2 separate regions of the Capsicum annuum genome follow, and region 2 is linked to region 1. A link is a contact called in public Hi-C data. All regions are on one chromosome and are shown on one strand. Each heading gives the region's core, a stretch centred on a gene start, on an enhancer-like site or on the middle of the called end of the contact. The rest is flanking DNA. Distances are from core to core; before and after follow the strand shown.

Evidence for each region. Hi-C and Micro-C count contacts between places; a contact is called where the count stands out from the background.
Region 2: a contact with region 1 is called in a Hi-C map of leaf, with 2.1 times the contacts expected there. The contact joins two enhancer-like sites. A contact is called at or near these places in 2 of 5 Hi-C or Micro-C datasets (bud and leaf).

What each region holds. Positions count from the first base shown.
Region 1 is chr12:56,482,607-56,489,606 of UCD10Xv1.1, forward strand. It overlaps LOC107850643 (protein CPR-5), which reads left to right. Exons shown (of 7, transcript XM_016695319.2): 5 at 808-1,279; 6 at 2,276-2,365. It also overlaps LOC124889810. Among protein-coding and RNA genes, the nearest start is that of LOC107850643, 18 kb to the left of the region's middle. Within about 2 kb of position 5,010, at least 3 of the 5 cell types and tissues checked have an H3K27ac peak or open chromatin away from gene starts, as enhancers often do. A contact at or near this core is called in leaf, where this site is marked.
Region 2 is chr12:56,653,279-56,660,279 of UCD10Xv1.1, forward strand. It overlaps LOC107850406 (a long non-coding RNA gene), which reads left to right. Exons shown (of 2, transcript XR_007048642.1): 1 at 1-216; 2 at 5,524-5,812. Among protein-coding and RNA genes, the nearest start is that of LOC107850406, 4.1 kb to the left of the region's middle. Within about 2 kb of position 3,988, at least 2 of the 5 cell types and tissues checked have an H3K27ac peak or open chromatin away from gene starts, as enhancers often do. A contact at or near this core is called in leaf, where this site is marked.

The DNA of each region.
Region 1 (7,000 bases), core at 3,760-6,259:
GAAAATTTTGAATGAAGAAATCCAATTTCAAGTTGGTGGAAGGGTGGAAAAGAGGGATGATGGTTATAGTAATGCTACCTCCATAAATTTTAGTAAGAGATTTATTTGGTGGATTTAATGCACAATAAGGATGTGATCATATCAGCACTAACGCACCGGATCCCATCAGAACTCCGAAGTTAAGCGTGCTTGGGCGAGAGTAGTACTAGGATGGGTGATCTTCTGGTAAGTCCTCGTGTTACATTCCTCCTTTTTGAAAGGGAGCCTTGGAGTAAGTGGTAAAGTTGCTGCCATGTGACCCGTTCATGGGTTCAAGCCTTGGAAATGCCTCTTGCAGAAATGCAAGGTAAGGCTGCATACAATACACTCTTGTGGTGGGGCCATTCCCCGGACCCTGCGCATAGCGGGAGCTTTAGTGCACCGGGCTGCCCTTTTATTTAATGCACAATAATTATATGGCCAGCTATATGATGCCAAGGGGCATGCATTGCTGAACAAACATGGTTGCTTTTGATCCAAATGCTGGGTAACGATTTGTATTTTCTCTTACTTTCACTTTGTTTTTATTTTTAGCAAATTTGCATATTAAGTGATGCTCAAAAAGAGAAGGAACCGTTTATCAGGAGACCTGTCGTCCAAAGAAGTCAATCTTAGTTTTTGTAGATGCTGCTTTTAGTGTTCTTTCTTAAAGCCTGGACCCCAGGGATAATAGTTTAGTTAGTTGGCCAATTCTGTTTGTTCATATGTTTCACCAGTGTAGAGCATTTATTAGCCATGGTAATGAAATGGACGTATTTTACGTTCCAGGAACACAAGTCTTGGTGGATGCCCAAATCAATGGCATCTATTAATTCAGGCCTGCAGCTCTTATGGTGTCAGTTTCAAGTTCTCAGTCGCATGCTATTTGGTGCTTTCATGATATTGGCTATAGCCTATTTACTTCTCCAGCGTTCTGCAACTTCGAATCAGACTATGCCTGTTACTTCCATTCTGTTGCTGTTGGGAGTTGGCTGCGGTTTTGCAGGGAAGTTTTGTATCGACACCTTGGGGGGCAGCGGATATCGTTGGTTGATTTATTGGGAGAGTTTGTGCTTGCTACATTTCTTTTCAAATGTCTGCATCTCGGCTTTGTTCCTGATCCTCAATGGGCCTGTCATAGTGTCAGAAAAGAACACGAGAGAGAGAACCTTTCCATACTGGATGAGGAGATCTATGTTTTATACCACAATACTTCTTTTTCTCCCCTTGCTATGTGGTCTGATGCCTTTTGCTGGCCCCGGTGAGTGGAAAGATCACTTCTCTTCACTTGTCCTGGATGCTTTTATTACTCCAGTTGAATTCTGAAAAGGTGACTGCAAAGCTCATTCCATTATTGGATGAAACACTGTTTTAATCAAACCTGTCGTCTGTCGGGAAAATTTAGCCCCGGAGACGATAAGTTTGAAGTTTCAGGCTCAAGGATGATTATGTTTCTGTTTACATGTAAATTGTATGTATCATTAGGGGCTAGCTGAAGATTTCAGGCTTACGGATGAAACACTACCTTGATCTGTGCCTATCAAGGAATTTTAGCGTTGTATCATTAATTAGTACAAGATTAGCCAAAATTATGTGCATCATTAGAGCAAAATGGGGCCATGTGTTTCCTTTCTTTTTGGTTTATTATTGGGGGAAGCAGGTTTTGAGTCTTGTAACATCATCTTGCGAAATGCAGGATACAAGTAGTATCAAGGAAGGATCATCTTGTATTGTGCTACTTTTTATTCTATTGAATGAATTGAGTTATTAAATGTTGATTGTGCTGATTAACTGATACCAGAAATGTTGATTGTGCTGATTAACTGATACCAGTTCTCTATGATCTATTTATCTGCTTCTTCAGGATTTTTTCTTTTTATATTTTTAATGTTTATACTAACAGTTTAACCTTCCCTTTTAATTTGAACTAGACAGTAATAAATGTTAGCACCAAACTAGAACTACAAATTAGATCTAGTATGATATATCCAGTAAGAACTGTCTGAGTGAGTAAAGTTGTGTTCTTACTTCTGTGCCTTTTTCCAGCTGTTGGATTTAGTCTTGTGATCACCAGTATCAACATTAGCAACATGTGTAGTTCACCCCTCATAAGAAAAACTTCTTTTTATCAAAAAATTATCAGTAGGAGTTCTAAATTTTCAGGCTCTCCAAATAATGAAAGACATGTTCAAAGATAGTCTCTTTATCCTCATGTTGTATATGTTCTATTTTCCTCATGTTTAATATGTACTTTCAGGTAATTTTCCAATGAAAATTTTGCACTTCTCTCAGATCCACCATGCTTTATCTAATGTTCTCAAGGATGAGGGGCAAAGTATCGTCTCAAGTATGTGTTGCACTGTTTTTTCTGGAATGTACCTTCTGAGTTAGTCCACTTTCCAGTCTTGCGGGCTTGCAAATTCTTTTAACTTCAGTCTCCTCCTCTTGGCTGGTTTCAGGAATGATGTCATATCATGCTTCAAATGCAATATAATAGTCAAACCAAAAACTGGAGTCACCTTTTTAATCTGCCGCTATATTTGATGTTCTATTAGTTTATTGACCATCTTTCCTCGAATGATAGTTCCTTTGCATTGAGCAGTAACTGGATATTACTTGTTTCAAGATTTAGTTCTTATAGAAGAGCTCCATAAAGTTTTTGTTGCAGAACTCTGCCATAAACTACAGAAGAGTGCACTAGAAATATCAAAGAATGATCTGAAACCTACGTTACCTCCTTTAGGCAGACATACTGTCCCACCAGTATTGTCTTTTACTATCAGTATTGTTTTCCAGAAAAATCTAGCAGACATTTTTTGTAGATGTCTCAGTACCCCATAGGAGAAGATAATGCAGATAGGAAGTGAATTGGAATGCCCGGCAATACATGAATAATTAACACTGTCTTCTCCAAATGGCAACATTTTTCCTTACTAATATCTTTTCCCATCTTTCTTAATTACCAAGTCTTATTTGGAAATCCTATTTCTCCCATAGAACATAGAGCATCCTGAATATAAGAATGGAAAGGAACCTGACTTTGTTTTGGTTACCCTCTTGATTTTTCCTACTATCCTAGGTGATACTTTCTGTTTCTAATGAACAATCTAACATAAAACACTTATTCAAGTTGATTAGCTGACCAGAGATGTTTACATAGCCTTTCAGCAACTTCATCATCATCTTCGTTGAGTTTTTTTTCAACAGATACCACGTGAATTTTATCATATGCATATGATAGGTGGTTGGCATTTCAGAATCCGTAAATTTCTCATTCTCCATCAGAGAATTCAGACCTCTAGTTAAAGCTTCTGTAGCTATAATAAAAAAGGCTCAAAGCTTCTGTAGCTATAATAAAAAAGGCTCAAGCTAGTGGATCTTCCCGCTTGACCCTTCTTTATGATTTGAAAAACTCATATGATTATCCATTCAACAATACTGAATACCTGTGAATCCAAACTTCCTGAGCAGTTGTGTTAGAAACAGCCCAGATAGTCTATCATATGCCTTGGTCATATCTAACTTCACTACCACATTGGTTGTCTTGATCCTCATCTTTATGCCCCTTATAATCATCTATGTTAAGAGAACTTTTTCAACTATGCTTCTTCCTTTTGAAAAGCCTGCCTGGTTAGCTGAGATTATGGTAGGCTACTTCTTATTCATTCTGTCATGTAGATCTGGTGAATCTATCCTTGTTCCTGAGGATGAACTCACCGTTGAAACATCTCCTCCTTCTGTCCCAACCAGGACTCCTCACACTAGAAATCGGATACGTCAAGAGGACGCCCCTCTTCAGGAGGCTATTAAGGCTAGCAAGAAGACAAGGTCTTCCCCTGTTCCCCCTCCTTCAAAGGCAAGTCCTTCTGATGATGACTTTCTTATTAGCAAAATTCATCGCTCTAAAGTGATAAAGCGTTCTATCCCTAAGCCTTCCTCCCTTCATCCATCTTGGACACCTCCCTCATCAAATTGCTCATCCAAGATAAAACTCCCTACCACTAGGTCCACATCCTCCTCCAAGTCCACGTTAACTCCAAATCTTGTTCATCGAAACAAGTTGCTCAACTTGGTTCATCCAGGCATTCAAACTCTAAATCTATAGAAGATAATACCGCTGTGCAAGTTGACACTTTTGGTGTCACTAATCTCAAGCTACGACACATCTTCCACTTTCAAAAAAGGGACGTTATTCGAGGAAGAGTTGTGACTGGTTTTGGTGTCCCTGAAATGGATAATTTTCTAGCTAAGTTGGAGTTCTAAGGATGGTCTGATATTTTCCTTCAAGGAAATATTCATAGAAAATTTGGGAGGCCTGAAGTCACTGAGTTCTATAAAATGGATCTAAGAATGGGTCATTGTTTTCTACCAACGTGCGAGGTGTTTCTATACACCTGGGAGATGTTTGTAGGATACTTAATGTTCCCACTGGAGGATGGGATCACTATGTTAAGTTTGAGTGGCCTCCATTTGAAAACATGGCATCTGCTCTTGCCATCACAAAAAAGTTTTCCAATGACCCATATCTTACTTAGCACCGTAGAGTACTAAAGAAGGAGATGTCTTCTCTGCACCAGTCATACTTTGATGTGGTTCATAAGAATATTACTCCTAGAAAGGAGAGGCGTAAGTAGGCAAATTTTCTAAAATTAACAACCATGAAGCTTCTTGACACTCCAGTCAAGATTTATTTGCCTACTTTGATAATCAAGCGCATGCCTCGTGTGCTTATAAAGGATAAAAAGGGGCATGAACTTCCTTATGGGTTTTGGTTGGCCTAAATCTTTGAGGATTACTCTATTCCAGTCAAGTTTTGACCTTTGAAACAATAAAGGATGTTCTTGGTAAGTGAATCATGCTGCTCTACTTACTTCAATAAGAAAGGCTGATACTCCAGTACAAAAATTGAGGAATGCCGTAGAGTTGAAAAGACTGCTGAACTGGGGTTTTTTCAAGCCATTAATGAGAGGGAGAAAGAAGCCTTTCAATTTAGGATCCTGGCTCTGTAGGCTGACCTTGATCAAGAGAAGGTTGAGAATGCGGAAACTATTCGTAGATTGACTCAATTTTTCCACCTCCCCTACCTGCCTCTTCTATCCCACCATCCTAGTGCCCGTAGTTTCTTTTTTTCCCTAGTGCCCTTGTCGTATTAAGTTCTTAGTTATTTTGACCGATTAGTGTTAACTTAGGTCTTATGTACAATATATTCTGGAAGATTAATGATATGATCATCTTTTGCTCTAATGACTGGTGTTCTTGCTCTTTTTAATACATTACTATGTTGCATGGTGTCTTTGTCTAGTTGTCTTGGTGATAGTCTTAGTGACTATAAATAACCTAATAATTCCCTTTGGCTAATATGTTATACTATTGAAAATAGTTTTTCGATGATGCCAAAAGGGGAAGATAAGAGTTGTGCAATGTTTATAACCAATTGACTAACCTTCTTCATTCTAGTGTTTTGTAATTCAGTGCCAACATGTTAAAATGTTATAATGCACAAAGACAAGAGATTTGTCACCATCTAAAAGGGGGAACTTTTTTGTGTTGTACAAAGTTTTGATGATTGCCAAAACAACATGAAACACTTAAGACAAACAAGTTCATGGATACACTGATTCAAGGAGCTTAACTTGTAGCAAAAACACTAATGAATAAAAACAAGCGTGCAAAAATTAAGGAATGGATAGTGGTTACTTCTGATGAACTCAAGAAAATAAATCTGTGCTGAATTGAAGAGTTGGTTCTTGACTATATCACTAAAGAAGCAAAATGTTGAACTAAAGAAGGAGTTTCAGTCGATGTGGAACTCTAAGCAAAGAGAGTTCGGTGTAGTGAGGAGTTTCAATTGAAGAATAGCTCTACAAAGAGTTGTGCTTAAATAGAAGACTGGTTTAACAAAAAGTTCACACACTTAAAAAGCAGAAAGGCTATTGGCAAATTGACTTCTCAAGTGTAACTCAAATTCTAAAGAAATATATTGAAGAACCAGGTCCTACTGTAGAGTTTAGCCAAGAGTTTTAGCTTTGATGTATTAGTGTTAGGAAATAAGATTTCTCTAGAACTCCTAGGTAGCAGATATTTTTGTAGTAGAAAAGTCTTTTAGTTAAAATGAGTGGTGGTTAGTTAGCCACATATGTACTTATATTGTGTGAGATATTTTGATTATCTTGTGGTTTGTAATCTTCACACACTCTCTCTCTATAAATGAAGCTTATGTAATGAACTATCTAGAGCATTAAGAAGAGTACTTAACAAGTTTCAGCTTATTCTTCTTTCTCTGTAGTTTTTTTGGAAGCAATTTACAACTATATTTTGCTACTGTTTCAGCTTGTAGCCTTTTCAATTCTTCTTGCCTTTCTTATGACATAGTATTAGAGCCCTTTTCTTACGGGATGCGAATCTGATTTGTTGATTGACTCGTCTTATAACTGGTTCTTTTCTTAGATCTGTTTGCTGGAAAACATGGCACCAGAAAATCAACCAACGATGGGTCCTCCGATCTTTTCTGGTGAGAATTATCATATTTGGTCTATCAAAATGAAGGCTTATTTGAAGGCTCTCAACTTATGAGGTGTTGTTGAGAGAGGAGAATCTGCTGTCCAGCCATTGAGAGATAACACAACTCCCAATAAAATTAAAAAATATGATGAGTTGGTGACTGGATCTTCAAGAGCTCTCACTTGTATACATTCAAGTCTTATGGAAGTGATATTTACAGGGATTATGACTTGTGAAACAACCAAAGAAGCCTGGGATAAGTTAAAGGAGGAGTTTGAAGGTAGCAACAGATGAAATCTGTCAAGGTCTTAACCTTGAAGAGGGAATTTGAGCTCTTGAAGATGAAGGACTCGGATAGTGTAAAATAATACTCTTCAAAGCTGATTGATCTTGTGAACCAAATAAGGATACTTGGTGAAAACTTTTCAGATCAGAAAGTTATGGAGAAGATCATGGCCATCCTTCCGAACAAGTTCGAATT
Region 2 (7,001 bases), core at 2,738-5,237, 170 kb after region 1:
ATCAAACCTAATGATCCGCCATTTTGATTCGACCCTTCTTGTAATGAAATAAAGGTGGATTCGGAATAAAAACTCCATTTTCAACCTCGAATTATTTAAAATCAGACTTGAAAATTGTTGAGTTGAGGGTTTTTCACATGAGACATTCAAAATTCTTACAAATTCCATGAAAACCAGCTCAATAAAGACTTTTTCAACTTAATAGGGGAAGATCTGGTGAGTTCAAGGTTTTATTTTGAAGTTTTTACACTCTTACAGTCCTTGAAGTAACTGATGCAACATAAAATCCTCCCACCTTGATGTTTGTAGCTCAACTTTTGGCATGCTTGTCCAGATAAGTTACATATATTGTTGTTTTACCTTTTGATAGCCTCGATACGGATATTCCCCAATTAGGTACTCTGACTTGTCAATTCTATTCGTCTTTACCATGTTGTTGCCCCTAATCGATTTCTTTTTCATGTTCCAGTGAGATATTTACCCATCCTCCAATTTATCCCATAGAATGATCTTAATTAAAAGTTGATGCCACTATTTTGAACGCCAGGGATGATAGGTTATTTATTTTTCCGTTGTTATATCCATACAATGTCTTTGTTGTACTGGTTCCATTATTGTGCTAACTGTTGTGTATTGGTCATATAATAGTTGTTCCACAGATTGGTTATGTGATACCATCCTTAATTATTTTCATGACTGTTATATTCACCATTTTTGATATCTTCTTATCCTGAAATTAAGCAATTTAGCTTTCTCAATGTTAATAGCCTCTTACTTCTGTTGGTCTTTCCTATAATGTTTAGTATTTTAATCTTTGTGTGCCTGCAAAACAGAAAGCATGGTTAGTAAAAAAATCAGTCAGTTTATTTCCTTCTCTGAGAGTGTGCACCATCACATCTGTTTCAAACATCACCATTCTTATTCTCTTGATTTCCATAGCAATACACTAGCTCACCGGGGAACTTCCCATCTATTATCTTCTTTAGACTAAAAGATCCAGTCTCGTGTTAGAGTAAGAAGATTATGATCAACACAATATTCCAGGCCTAGTCTTAATGCCACCACTTCTGCCATTAGATTAGTCCCATCGCCACAGCCTCCTAACTTTAGCATATATAAAATCTTCTTCTCTTTTTCTAATACAAAAAGCCCCTGAAGTAGGGCCTAGGTTTCCTATGGATGAACCATCAAAGTTGCATTTGAAATTTCCTAAAATGGGAGAATTCCAAATCACAATTCAACAGACTAAAGTGGTAGAATACTCCTCAAGAAACTTTACCAAGTCAGGCCAGTTTTTTAGTAAATTTTTCAATCAAGGATAATTATACCTTGCCAGCAGAATTAGGTTTTGATTTACTTCGATCTCCATTCCCACATAAGACATCTTTTCCTGATAAATAGTGATGTTCCTTCTCTTCCAGACCTGCCAAATTATGAACATAGGAACTGTATTGAAAACTAATTAGAGCTTTGAAGCTCTATAAGCTTTCCACCACTTCATAACTGAATCCCTAAGTTACAAAAAAGGGCCATTAACTCCAGCTGCAGCTGCGAAGCTGCACCACATTTTGTTAGCTAGGTAACATATAATGAATAAGTGCTTAATAGATTCATGAACATTTCTTCATAACATTTGCATATCACCTCCTCAAAAACCCTGATCTTACTAGTACTTCCCTTATGGGAACTCTTTTCTTCCATAATTTCCACAGAGAAAAAGGATACTTTAAAAGGCATCTCTTTATGCCTGGCTTTTGAGTTTTGAATTTTTTTCTCCCAAACATCAAATTTTGACCCAAGTTTATCCATAATTGTTTGAAATATTCTTGTACCTCTTCTTGTTGTCTCACTATATCCCAAGCCGATTTAACAGTGAATTTCCTTGAGGAGTTGAGAATCTACCTAGGTATGTCCCTGTCCTCTGAAACTTATTCTACCATCAAATAATGTAGCACATGATTGCATATCTCTTTTGGAAATAATTCTTCTAGAAAACGAGTGTTCCATCTTCCTTCATCGAATAATTGGTTCACATTTTCTGCTTGATGAACATCAGAACTAGTGATTGGTAAGTAGCGATGTAGTGCCCCAAGTTTGTCCAATTATCATTCCAAATATTAGAATGTCTACACGTAGGTTCCCACCATATCTCTTGATCAACATAACTTTGGATCCAATTATATATTTCCATGTTTGTGAACCCTCTCTACATTCAACCACCTGAGGTGTATACCTTTTTTAATATTTGTTCCACATGAATATAGTCCATGTGGATTTCTATGTTCTGAAAATCCATCACAGTTTGGCAAATAAAACTTTAAAATTATCAATTAGTGACCTAAATCCAAGTCCACATTCATCGTTTGCCTGCAAATATCAGTCCAAGAAACCCAACGCTTGTTTTTGCCTACCTTCTTGAAACTTCATATAAATCTTGAAAAAAATCTATGTAAATTAGGGATGACACATTTAGGAGGAATTACTACAGACAATAGGTATATACGGATTGTATTTAACATATTATTGATCAATACAGATTTATCTCCAAAAGATAAATTCTCTCTTTCCAAGACTGAAGCTTATTATTTACCTTTTAGATCAGCTCTGAAAAATTTATTTTCCTCTTTATTGCATGACCGGTCTTCCACTTCCTGAGTGATAGCATTTGTTGTTTTATCATGGATATTAAAAGAACTTTTTTATTTATTAATCTTCTGCCCTGACTATTGTTCATATTCCTCCAATGTACCCATCACCAATTGCAAAGATATCTTATCGGCTGACACAAATAAAATAGTGTCATTTGCATAAGCTAGATGGTTAATTTTGTCACTTCATTTTGGCTTTCCAAAGCCCTTGAGGTCCTTCTTATTAAATAAAGAGTTCAATGCTCTAGCAATCACTTCTGCAAATAAGATAAACAGTATAGGGGATAAAGAATCTTCTAGTTTCATACCTCTTATAGAATGAAAGAAACCATAGAATTGAACATTTATAAAAGTTAAATACTAGTTATTAACCACCAGCCTCCAGATCATATCTACTACTTTGTGATCAAAACCCATTTTTCCAGCAATCCACTATATCGTATTTTTTTAGCCATGTCAAGTTTTATCACTACATTAGCATAATTGGCCCTGTTTCTAATGTCAGTAATGATTTCTTGATACCAAAGGACATTTTGAGTGAAGTTTCTTCCTTTTACAAAACCAGATTGGTTTTATTAAAATCGGCATAGGAAGATGTGTCTCAAGTCTATTATGAAGCTCTATAGATATCACCTTGATAAGAAAATTACTTGAAATAATCGGTCTCATATTTGTCAAACACTGAACAATGTATTTTTTAGGCAACAAGACTAATATCTTTAAAATTCAAGCTATAATATTAGAATCATTCTTCAAGCATATATACAATCAGAAATAGTAATTTGGTAGTATGATGAGTGATTTAGACATGAATTAAGGCCACAAATAGTTCCTAGCTCATGGCCAAGTTGAAAACTTCCTTACTGATTGACTTTTTGTGTAGGATCTCTCTATAGTCAACTTCAAATGAGTTTTACTTATAGAATATTAGAAATTCTGAATCTCAAGATCCACCAAAAAAATCTCCTTGAATCTTCTTTCCAACACATCTAATTTTATCTTAACCCGATATCGGAGTAAAAGGTTATGACCATTTTAGTAAAGTACTATCAGGTTGTCCAAACATACAAGCTGTCATACGAACCATGTGACTGGGACCCGATCCATATGTGGTCCAACACACGAATCCTGGTGCAATTTTTCAACAACTTTTTTTTATGTTTACTAAAGGTTTTTTTGGTCATTTTTCAAGATTTTTAGCCCAATATCAAGTCATTTTAGGATATTTTGAGGCATGATATCCTATTATTATTCTGTTTTCTCCCTCATAACAATGACCAAGCTCCCAAACTCTGCCAAAATTCTCTCAAGGCAATAACATTTGATTTTCTCCTCAAGCTCAAGAAAAGTCAAGTTTCCACCAAGTTCTTCGATCAAAAAGCTTCATAATCAGGTATGCATATATTCAATAAGGGATTCCTTTCACCTTTATGTCCAAAGCTAGTTTTAAAATATGATTTTTTGCAATGATTTCTATGAACTCGTGATCTAGAGTTAATACCCAATTATTCTAAATTCTTGAAATTTTATTCACTCACGTTATTTTATTATTATGGTTCCCATTCAAAATGATTATGCATGATTCATGGATTTAACTCAATTATTTTAATACGTGAAGAATTACGCATTTTTAATAGATTTCAACCTCATTTAGAATGAACTATGCATGTGGATTTCAGTCTATATTAGTTGACATGCCATTTTTTTCATGAAATTTATTATCTTTACAGACTTTTCATTTTAAGAATCCTTAGTATATTGATATTCAGTATTTTGGACTTGTGCTATAAAATTTTTCTTTTTTCTTCCAATTAATAAATTGTCATTATTAGTTGCATTCTTCAGAGAAAGTGGGTTATGAACACATGATGACTTAGGATATCATGTATTGTCAGTTGAATACTCAGTCCTTCAATTTTCATGATTTAGAATGCTTTTAGATAAAGCGCTAATACTTAAGTCTCAGTACTTCAGTATTATGGAGTTATTCATTATATCAACTTATATTCAGTTGGAAGTAGTACTTAGTACCGAGCGAATGAATGGATGAAGGAGCGAATGAATGGATGAAGGCTCACCCGTCAGTTAAGCTGAGACCTTTAGTAAATGTCCCTAAGTCCTAGAACTATGGTGCTAACGTAGGTTATAAGAGGTTATCAATCAGACCAGACTTGACATCTTAGTTCTTTTGGACATCAGTTTAGTGGTACCATATCAAATCAACCTTTATACTCTGACAAGGTATATTGGATCCTTTTTTATGAGGATTATACGTCGAACTCCATGTTTAGCTCACATGGTTATATGTCGGTTAACAGTAACTCTCATGGTTCAAACTCAATTATTGCATGATCTTGTATTCAGTTTATTCAGTACAGTATTGCATACATGTTTATTGACTTGGTCATTGCATCAATTCATATCCCACAGTTTCAGACTAGTATTTGTACATGACCCTCAATTCAACTTTCCTTGCTTTTAACTATGACTTTTCAGCTTATCATTGCATATTAGTATTTGTGTATTTCATATAGGGTCATTGTACTTCAGTTCAGCTTCTTTGCATTCAGTTAGCATTCAGTACAACTTTATAACATGTTCAACACCAGTTTTAAATCATATAAAATATTTATGCTTCTACATCTTTTCAATTTTGAGAAATATTTTAGCTAATGATTCAGAGATTTTACTATTTACTATGCCTCGCAGGTTTTACATATAAACATATTTTAAGTACTTATTTTAGTAAATGGTTTATATCCTCAATTTAAAGCAAGTTTTAGTGTTTTCATGACTAGTGGATATCTCACATATTCAGTACATTCAAAAATACTTATTGCATACTTCTTTTGTCTATATTTTTTATGTGATGTAGATTCAGGTGCTTACTATCAGGATCCTAGTAAGGCAAATCACAGCATCCAGCCAGCAGGTGATAAGTTCTCTTATTTTTAGGACTCAAGTCAGTTGTAGATCCATTATTTCATTTGTATTCATATGTATTGATTAGGGATAGTTGGGGGGCTACGTCTCGGCTTCTTATAGTCGGTATTAATAGAGGCTTCATAGATAATTTGCTAGATTTGTCGTATTAATTTTTTTTTAGATCATAGAGGTTGTAAATAAACTTTCTAATAGTAGATGTATTAATCAAGTTTATTCCATGATTATACTTTCACTCAGTCAATTTAGCCCTTATTTATGTTTTAGTCAATTGCTCATGTATTATGTCAGTACTACGGTTTAGTATGTGATCTCTTATAGTTCTAAGCACCATGTTATGATTAAGGGTAGTCTCGAGTCATGAAAAACATGGTATCAGAGCTAGAGTTAAAGTTTCTTAGGATGTCTGTGAAGTTATAATAAGATCTCAAGATTACAAGATAGTCCTCAAATTAAAAGAAGTTTTGAATGATGTAAACTTATCCCCAAAGGGCCTCTCTTAGTCTCTCCAGCATATATCTACTAAAAAGGGACTAAAGGGTATTTATAGATTATGAGAAATCCTAGAAATTAAATCCTAAATAAAATAGGAAAACTCTACTAAACATACATAATAAGGACTAAAAACATCATAGGAGTGTATGTAGGTTACATGGAAACCCTAGAAAATAATTTCAAAATGATCCAGAAAAATTAGGTGTCCTTAGTAAGTGACAGAGTTCTATTTCCTGCTTATAAGCCCCTGGCCTTCAAGTTCTGACACCTACTTAGATCACCTACGCCCTTTAAGTGGCACATACAGAAACACCTTAGGTTTCGATCCTTGGAAATTTCCTGAGTTTTGAATTCACTGTCCTTGTAACGACTCACTATACGAGTTGTATGGTGTGGGTACAGGTCTAGGGACCCTAGGTGTATGTTGGTTAGTGTGTTGCTGACTAAGCTCTATCCTTAGTATAGTAGACTCAATACGAGTTGTATGCTGATGTAACAAGAGGGTTGAGTCCAATCTCATCTAGTCCAGTATCTAGCCCTTGATGTTCTGTTTAGGGTACGAGTAGATGGTACTAGTCGTATGATATGGTGACGGGTTGGGCATGTGAGTCATATGTTGGACCGAATATGATGTCTAAATTTCTGACCTAGTGATGACTTGAGGGTACCACTCATATGTTGTGGTGACGAGTTGGAGCGTCTACTCGTACCCATCTGCGAGTTTTCTACTGTTTTAAGTGGGGATATTCTTGACATTTCCCCTCTTAACTCCTTTTAAACCCACGACGTAAAACATGTTAGTGGCTATATTAACCTATTATTCTCATTCAAACACTCTTAAAATCTCTCTCAAGCTCTTGGTTCAAGAAAAGGCTAGGATTTCTATAAGGCAATCAAATAGGGGATTTCAAGAGT